Linked DNA regions of Zea mays: all the other regions are linked to region 2. The links are chromatin contacts, called in public Hi-C maps. All regions are on one chromosome and are shown on one strand. Each heading gives the region's core, a stretch centred on a gene start, on an enhancer-like site or on the middle of the called end of the contact. The rest is flanking DNA. Distances are from core to core; before and after follow the strand shown.

Evidence for each region. Hi-C and Micro-C count contacts between places; a contact is called where the count stands out from the background.
Region 1: a Hi-C map of endosperm shows a contact between it and region 2, with 2.6 times the contacts expected there. The contact joins the promoter of LOC103641202 here to the promoter of LOC100272494 in region 2. A contact is called at or near these places in 2 of 25 Hi-C or Micro-C datasets (endosperm and leaf).
Region 3: a contact with region 2 is called in a Hi-C map of endosperm, with 2.3 times the contacts expected there. The contact joins the promoter of LOC100383614 here to the promoter of LOC100272494 in region 2. A contact is called at or near these places in 3 of 25 Hi-C or Micro-C datasets (endosperm, leaf and tassel).

The regions. Positions count from the first base shown.
Region 1 is chr10:72,278,784-72,281,670 of Zm-B73-REFERENCE-NAM-5.0, forward strand. LOC103641202 (DNA polymerase I A, chloroplastic) reads left to right here and starts at 1,605. Exons shown (of 12, transcript XM_020545706.2): 1 at 1,605-2,101; 2 at 2,626-2,887. The coding sequence starts at 1,938.
Region 2 is chr10:72,068,938-72,071,663 of Zm-B73-REFERENCE-NAM-5.0, forward strand. It overlaps LOC100272494, which reads right to left and starts at 1,469. Exons shown (of 5, transcript NM_001146963.1): 1 at 966-1,469; 2 at 161-275; 3 at 1-84. The coding sequence starts at 1,048.
Region 3 is chr10:71,937,024-71,939,723 of Zm-B73-REFERENCE-NAM-5.0, forward strand. It overlaps LOC100383614, which reads right to left and starts at 1,420. Exons shown (of 1, transcript NM_001176262.1): 1 at 1-1,420. The coding sequence starts at 1,305.

The DNA of each region.
Region 1 (2,887 bases), core at 355-2,854, 210 kb after region 2:
ACAAATGGGAAAACACTTGAAAGGAAAAGACTGTGGTATTCAAGTTGATAATCGGATCACTTGAAAGGGGTTGAGTGCAACCCTCGTCCATTGGGACGCCACAACGTGGAAGTAGGCGAGTGTCACTTGGCCGAACCACGGGATAAAAATCGCGTGTCTCTTGTGTTGCTACTCTCTGTGATTGTTTGTGTTCGTAAGAGCTTGCCTCATAGACTTGATTAACTCGCACTAATATCTCTTTAATCAAGCTTGTTGGAATTTAGTGTTGAATTTACAGGATCACCTATTCACCCACTCTAGGTGTTCTCAGCGAGTTCCTCTCGTAGCGACAACTCAGCAGATTATGCATTCACGTTGGTTTAAACGATTTTTACAGAAACGATATTTACATAAGCAGACTAAGAAGCAAAAAGTTTGGTTACTACTAGTCGATTCTGACCATCAGAATCCAGCCTGAAGACAAAACAAACAGGGTCTATAAGCTACGTTTTTAAACTCGCTCTGCCATGGGTTTGAGGTACTTCTTAGTGGTTTTAGCTTTTAAGACAAAAATGACTTTGGCTTTGTCGCTTCTAGTTTTGTTTTAACTTCAGGAGTCCTATGACCAACTCCAGCAACACACCAATCTGTATCCCAATTTTGCATGCTGTACAACCTCCGTATGTTCAAGTCGCCCAGCAGTCTTCCAATCACCATCTGCATTCGTGTGTATGACAGCTTGGGTCCACGACGTCAGATTTTTAAACATTTCATTTGCTGGCCATACACGGAGATGAGAGAGACAACGTGAGAATGAGGAGTGAAAGACCGGGCGTGTATTTTGCGGAGACAAGTACGAAGGCTGTTGGAGAGCGAAATAGTGACTTAGACCGTGTATAATGCGGATGCGGAGTGGGATAGCCAGTGTTGTTGGAGTTGGTCTGAAGCAAAAAGTTTGGTTACTAATAGTCGATTCTGACAAAACAAATAGGGTCTATAAGCTACGTTTTTAAACTCGCTCTGCCATGGGTTTAAGGTACTTCTTAGTGGTTTCAGCTTTTAAGACAAAAATGACTTTGGCTTTGTCGCTTCTAGTTTTGTTTTAACTTCAGGAGTCCTATGTACACGTTTAACTGAGCATTTGATTAGATCGTCGGTGCTAACAAAGATCCTGTCAAATGAGACTTGATCTTGCAAAGAGATATATATGGTGTTTGAATGTACTGGAGCTAATAGTTAATTAACTAAAAAAATACTAATAGAATTATCTAACTAACAAATAGCTAGCCAACTATTAATTAATTTACTAAAAATAACTAATAGCTAAACTATTAGCGGTCTTTGGATGTCTTCAACTAATTTTAGTCACTAACTATTAGCTGTAGTACATTCAAACATTTCGTAAACAACACTTTATTATTTTGTAATCAAGTTCTATAGACAGAGACAGAGTGAGAGCTGAGTAGAAGATGATCATAGATATTTTTTTCTTTGAAACTGACTGACCACACGGTGATGACCGATCATTCGCGCCACAGCCAAAGTACGCTTCCACAATGGGTGATGCGGATTCTCCGTCCAATCACGGAGACGGATTTCGCCGCTTCGCTGTTCAGCAGGCCAGCAGGCAGTAGCCGCTTAAACCCTCGTCCCCCTTTCCTCCTCTTCCCCCAAACCCCGCTCTCCTCCGCCGGTCCGCCCCCGCCATCGCCTGCACTCCCCCGGCCTCCACAATAAGCCGCATCTTGCATCACACCGACGCCCTAATGCTCTCGCCGGCCTCCTCTCGCTAGGCCGCGCCGCGGACGAGCGTCCCCTGCACCTGCACACCCGCGCGACCGTGCTCGCGCCTGCTCCGCGAGAAAACGGCGCCCCTCGGTTTCTGCTTGTCCTTGTCCGCCGGCGGCGCTGCGGGGAGGAGAGGAGCCGGGTACAACCTGAGGCGGTCCGCACGGTCGATGGTGGCGGCGCAGGTGACGCCGGCGCCACTGCTGCGGCGCCACGGCTCGGCGCCCCCGTGGCTGTCGTCGTCGCCGCCCTTCCTCCTTCGCCGCCGCGCCTCGTCGCCCTTCTCCCTGCACCGCCGCGCCTCGCCGCCACTGGCGATTTCCGGGTGCAGGAGGTAGTCGCCGCGGTGCCGAATCACTCTTATTTCCTGTCGACTCAACCGATGTTCGTTGTGGCCTTCGGAGGCCGTTGAATCCTCTTCGGGCTACGTGGAACGGACGTTCTCTAGGCGGTGCTGAGTTGTGTGCCTGTGCTGGGTCGGGAGTGATGTTCGTATTGTTCTGGGCGCAGAGTGAGTCACTACGTGGATTTGCGTCTCGGGAGCTCTTCTATTTCATTTCCAACTAATTAGCTCCATGTATTGACCTCTGTAAGTACAGTCTCTGCCAACTATTCACGGGTTGAGCCGGCTGCTGCATAGGGGACGCAGTGTGCCAGTGTCACATCCTACTGTACCAAGTTTGTTCTGTTCTGCGCTGTTAGTGCACTGCCGGCTAATAGCGATACACTTAAGCTTGTCATTGTACCTTGCAATCTATTCACACTCTCTGAAATTTCTCCCTTTACACATTTTCCAGTGACTTAGTAATTTCATGTTGCTTAGTGGTTCCTAACTTTGGTAACCCTTTTAACTGACAGGCAGGACTATTCCCATTGCTCAGATATGGCTGTTCGAGGAAGCAGTGCTTTCAAGCTACGTTTCTATCCCAACTTAGAAGTACAAAATATTGCACAAGAATGGGTTAAAGAGAGCCGGAGGCTGTTCTATCTAAGAACTGCCAACAATGTCACAAATAACATCTATAAGGGAAACACTCCTCTATGGACTGGAATGGTACAAAATGAACTCTCTGAAGATTGCAGGGGTTTGAACTACACTTATTTGAATAATTTGAGGGAA
Region 2 (2,726 bases), core at 219-2,718:
AAACTGCCGACGCCGTGCTACTGTACCTTCTTCCAATGAATACTTATCGTTGCTTGAACTTACAGCCCTCTCAAACTGCTCCAACTGCACAGACAATCGCTAGTAATAATTAACAAGACCACAAGTCAGCTAGTGTAAAGGGGTTTAGGTAAAAGCATGCCTGCCATTTTGCAGTTCCTAAAGCTGTCTGAAGCTCCCTTTGCAAATCGTCTACCTCCTCTGAGCCAGATCCATTACTACGCTCACGCATCCAAGTTCTATAGACTGATTCCATCCTACAAGGAGAGATCGCCAATTCGATAAATTTGGATCCAAATCTAGGTTGGCCTGGATGCATTTGACTATATGCAAGTGTAAATGTCTGTTTCAACCAGAGTTTGTATCATATTGTCACAACCCCCCCAAGCAGCATTGCACGACTAAATTAACAAATAGAACTGTCAACTGAAGCAAAGCTGACTTGATTAGAACATAGCACTACTTGGCCAAACCATACAATACAAAATAGCGACATAAATGAACCCAATAAGATATGAGGTGCCACCAAAGAACCAGTTTTTTTTTACGAAATCACAATCTCAACTAATAGAAGGAGAGAACGGACAAATAGAGCCAGCAGTTAACCAATCAGAGAGAAAATAAGCATCCAAATCTCATCTTACACAATTCACAACCTAGCCTAACAATCACTTAATAAAAAATTAATATAAAATTCAAGAGTCTAGAGTTCTCGAGTCTGCAAGGACCGCGAACAAGCACGGTTCAGATCAGAATCCCATCCTAAACACAGCACACCCATAATCCACAAAATAAAGGAACAGCAATCCAACCTTCGAAAAAGGGATCGATCAAAATTCACGGCAAAGACAATCGCCAAGAGGTAGACATGCATATATATACATAAAGTTAAAAGTTTTGAAGCCCCTGGCGCAACGAATCGAAGCCAGGATGACGAAGGCACTCACAAGTCCGCGGACTCCTGCACCTCCTCGGCCGCCTGGAAGAACCCGTCCTTCTGCCACTGCTCGAGCCCTCCCGAAGCCGCCATGTCGGCCGCCGCCGCCGCAGCTGCAGCTGCAGATCAAATCAGGAACCAGACACCCGATCGGCTCCGAGGCACCAACACCAGCTACGGCGGCTCCGAGCTCCAGGCGCCCCGCCTCAATGTCGCGCGGCCAGGCCAGCAAGCGAGATCCCGCGGGGGGCTGCCGTGCCGACCAGGAGCTGCGCACGCCAAGAAAAGGCAGCGATTGCTTGCGCGCTTCCGCTCAGCAGGGAGGAAGAGGAAGCGGGGAGAGGTGGAAGACGTAGGACGGTAGGAGGGGGGCGACGCGACGACGGGTAGCAATTGGCGTAGGAGGGGAGGAGAGACCGAGACCGAGAGAGGGTGATGGGGAAGTGAACTACTCTACCCTAGCTATATCGCCGCGCCGCCCATTGGTGTTGTTTGGTTTTGGTTCCTCATTCTGGTGGCTTCAGGATGTCAGCCTCTTTCTTCCCCACCACTACTAGCCTCAACTATATTTTCAGTACTACTAGTTGTCAAGTACTCAAGTTACTTCATATATTATTTTTTTAGCAGGGAAGTTTTCTGCTTCCACAGTTTTGTGGGCATTTTGTTTAAGCATAAATAATTGTATGTTCAGGGTACAATCCACGTGACATGTCTCCTTTTATTATTTTCTCCACGCAGCTGAATAAACTATTACGAATGTATGTGCTTCGTAAGAGCATCTATCTTTTCCAAGATAGGATCTTAATATGATTGTTTCCTAAAATATTTCATCATATTCATGTCATGTCTTAATATTTCGTAAAATATTTTCTAAAATGTTTCGTAAAATATAATTGTGTTGACACCTTTTTAGGGCGCCAATCACTCAATATGAACCAACGGCGGTGCTATTTGCACAGGTGTGGACGGTCCGCGGCCTGACGTGGGGCTAGGGTTCCTGCCTGACGACCGGACGGTCCACGCCCTAGGGCCGGACGGTCCGCGCGTGCGTAGGAGCGGCGGAAGATCGCCGGCGGCGCCTGGATCTCGCTCCCGGGAGGGACCCCGTCGGGGAGGAGAGATCCTACGAGTTATCTAGGCTCGGGCAGGCCGACCTAGACTCCTCTAATCGACGTAGAGTCGAAGAGAAGCAAAGAATTTAGGGATTGTAATGCTAAACTAGAACTAGACTAGAACTACTCCTAGGAAATAAATGCGAAATAGAAGTGTTATTGATTCGATTGATGATTACAAATCGGTTGTATACCTCTATTTATAGAGGAGGGGGGCTGGACCCTTTACAAACTAATTTCCGAGCTATTTCCTCGAATCTAGCTAACAACCGTAGCACAAAACTCGGAACCCTAAACTGCTCTGCGCACGCGCGGACCGTCCGGCCTCAAGGCCGGACTGTATGCCCTCTCAATTTGGTGCCCAACATATGCCCCCTGCCTTTTGGTGGAGCTGTGCAAACCAAAAGCATCTTAACACGATGTGATTACATCGGTTTTCTTAAACATCTTGCCACATACTAGGATGGTACTGCTTGAGGAAACGCCCATTCAAAGCCTTGGGCAAATCCTTGCCTTGTAATGTTTGTAGTAAATAGGCGTTACCAGACATTACCTGTTTTACTTTATAAGGACCCTCCCAGCTTGGCGACCATTTCCCAAACTTTCGGTCTTTATTCCTTAGAGGCGGGATGATCTTCCACACCAGGTCCCCTACTTGA
Region 3 (2,700 bases), core at 170-2,669, 130 kb before region 2:
CAGTGGCAAGGTCCGCAGGAAGATTGTACCCTTCAATCCAACACGCACAAGAATAGACTCCTTGAATTCTGCATTGATCTCCTCAGCAATAAACAACTCAGGAGCGGTCATTTCTGCGCGCTTAGTCAGCAAGAGATTCTCCAATGGAGTACCAGCAGCTGCATTCGGTGGCTGCCCACTTGCTACTAGCAACTCAAGCCCAGTGACGGTCCTGTCCTTGTGATCCTTCTTCGTTGTTGTAACAAACTCAGAAGCATCCAGGCCACCACCAAATGGCGCATTGAGCCCTTCAAATGCCTCAGCAAGTGAAGTCTCATCGTTGCCAAACTCAATGCCACCATAATCACCCTCAAACCCTTCAACTCCAATAAATGTCGGCTTAGTCGCCTCAGCTGGTGGCAAAGTCGTAACCTCCAATCCAGCTAGCGCAGCTGCAGGATCAGCAACCACAAGGGCAGTCTCTTTGTTCTTTTTGAACCCACCCACCAATGCCTCCTCCGGTTTGTTGTTAATCAGGTCACTGGCTGCGAAAGGATCCTTTTCCACAGGTGCTGCCTCCTCAGGTGGTGGTTCATCCCCAGTAGCAACAGTGGTCGCGGGGGCGATGTTAGACGAGAATTCGTCACCAGCCGCGAGCGTCTCCTGGGGAAGCTCGAAAGAGGCGCCCGAGAAGCCCTCCCTCGCAGCGTGGCGGTCCTGCGCGAGGTGTTCGACGACGGGCCAGGGATCCGCGCCACGGGCCCGGGCTTCGGCGTCGGGCGAGGAGTTGACCATGCGCGCGAGGTTGTCGCCATGGATGGTGGCGAGGATCTGAGAGAGGCGGACGGAGCCAACGCCGTGGAGGACGAGGTCGAGAGCGAGATAGACCTCAGGGTACTTGCGGTGCACCTTCTCAGGGGTGACGTCGACGCCACGGCAGGCTGCAACGACGACGGAGACGGACTGGTTGACAGCGTCGGCGACGGCGAAGGCGTTGACAGCAGGGGCAGCATGGTCAGAGCCTGCGGTGGTGACACCCAGAACGTAGATGGAGTTGACAAGGCGGTACACCACGCGGTACTGTGACTCGACGCCGACAACGAGCTGCCCGGACGCGGCGGCGAGCGGGTCGTCGCCGATGGCGTCGAGCGAGGCCGAGGAGGCGGAGGATGAGGAGGACTGTTGCTTGCCGCGTGCAAGGTGGAGGCGCGCGAGGCGAAAGGCGGAGACGGCGGCGAGGGCGCGGGAGACGGGGAACCAGGACCGCGTTTGCAGTAGGATGTCCGGGCCGTTCACCGGCTGCAGAGAGATCGCGAGGCACGCCATGGCGCCGCGGACGCCAAGACGAGGAGTAGATCTCCGGCGCCGCGGCGGATCTGGGGACTAGGGCTCGGGCGCGGATCTGGGGAGCAGTGGGATCTGGGAGTGGGGTGCGGCGGTGTAGGAAGGGGAAGAAAGAAAGAGAAGAGAGAACTGGGCGATGGGTGAACTCGTTCGGCGAGAAATTGGCAATTTTGCATTATGATTTGTGGGCTTCGTCATTATGTCATCGAACCATAAATCATAGATACAGATGGTCTCACCAGTTATAGACATGGAATGACATAATAACAGACAACCAAAATTAAGAGTGGCAAAATCACAAATTTCTTCTCATTCGGCCGATAAATTTGGAATTCTGAGAAGAAGCGGGTGAACCAGAGGTTTTAATTCGACACCCGATAACTCATAGGAAATTGCTTTATCCTCTCTTATGACTATTTTGGCTAGTTTGACAACTTTATTTTTTAAAAAAAATATTTTCTAAAGAAAACTAATTTATTTTTCCTTAAGAAAACAGAAAATCTCTTTAAAAAATGAGGTTATCAAATTAGCCCTTAGGGTTAGGATATGGGAAGATTTTAATCTCCACGGTATAGATGGGGGAGAAATTCTTGCTCCATTGGATAATGGATATGGATACAGAAAAGCAGAACTCGAACCCGATTACCCATACGTAATATTCACGCGGTAAAATTAGGTGTGCACTCTTGTAGTCAATAAGCCCAACAACTAACTCTAACTCTCCCAACCTTTTTAAGCACACATCCAAGAGGTTAGCCACCCGCCACCCCGCCCATGGGTCCACGTGTGACTTTTTCGTATGTTAAAAGGGCTTGATAACGAGGTCCTAAAGCTTTGCTGACGAATGCAATCGAATGGTAGGCTTGGTGAAGGACAGCTCCAATGCCTACATCGTTGGCATTTGTTTCCAATTCGAAGGGTTTGGTGAAATTAGGAAGGGCAAGAATCGGAGCCAAAATCAAAGCATTTTTAAGAGCCTAGAAGGCCTTCCCATGCTCATCTGTCCAAACAAATACTGGCCTTTCTTGAGTAAAGATAAGAGGACGACTCATGATGTTAAAATTATGCACAAATTTGCGATAGTATCTGGCTAAACCCAAAAAACTGCGACATCTTTGATGATCTTGGTGTGGGCCAAGATTTCACTACCTCAACTTTGTCTGGATTAGTTGCAACCCCATCTTTGCTAATGATGTGACCAAGGTAGTGTAAACTGGTGTGAGAAAATGAACATTTAGAGAGTTTGACTTTGAACTGATGAGTATCTAAGATGTCAAAAACAACTTGAAGGTGGTCCAAGTGAGCAGCCCAACTTGTGCTATAAACAAATATATCATCAATGAAAACCATGACACACATCGTGAGCAAAGGAGGTAG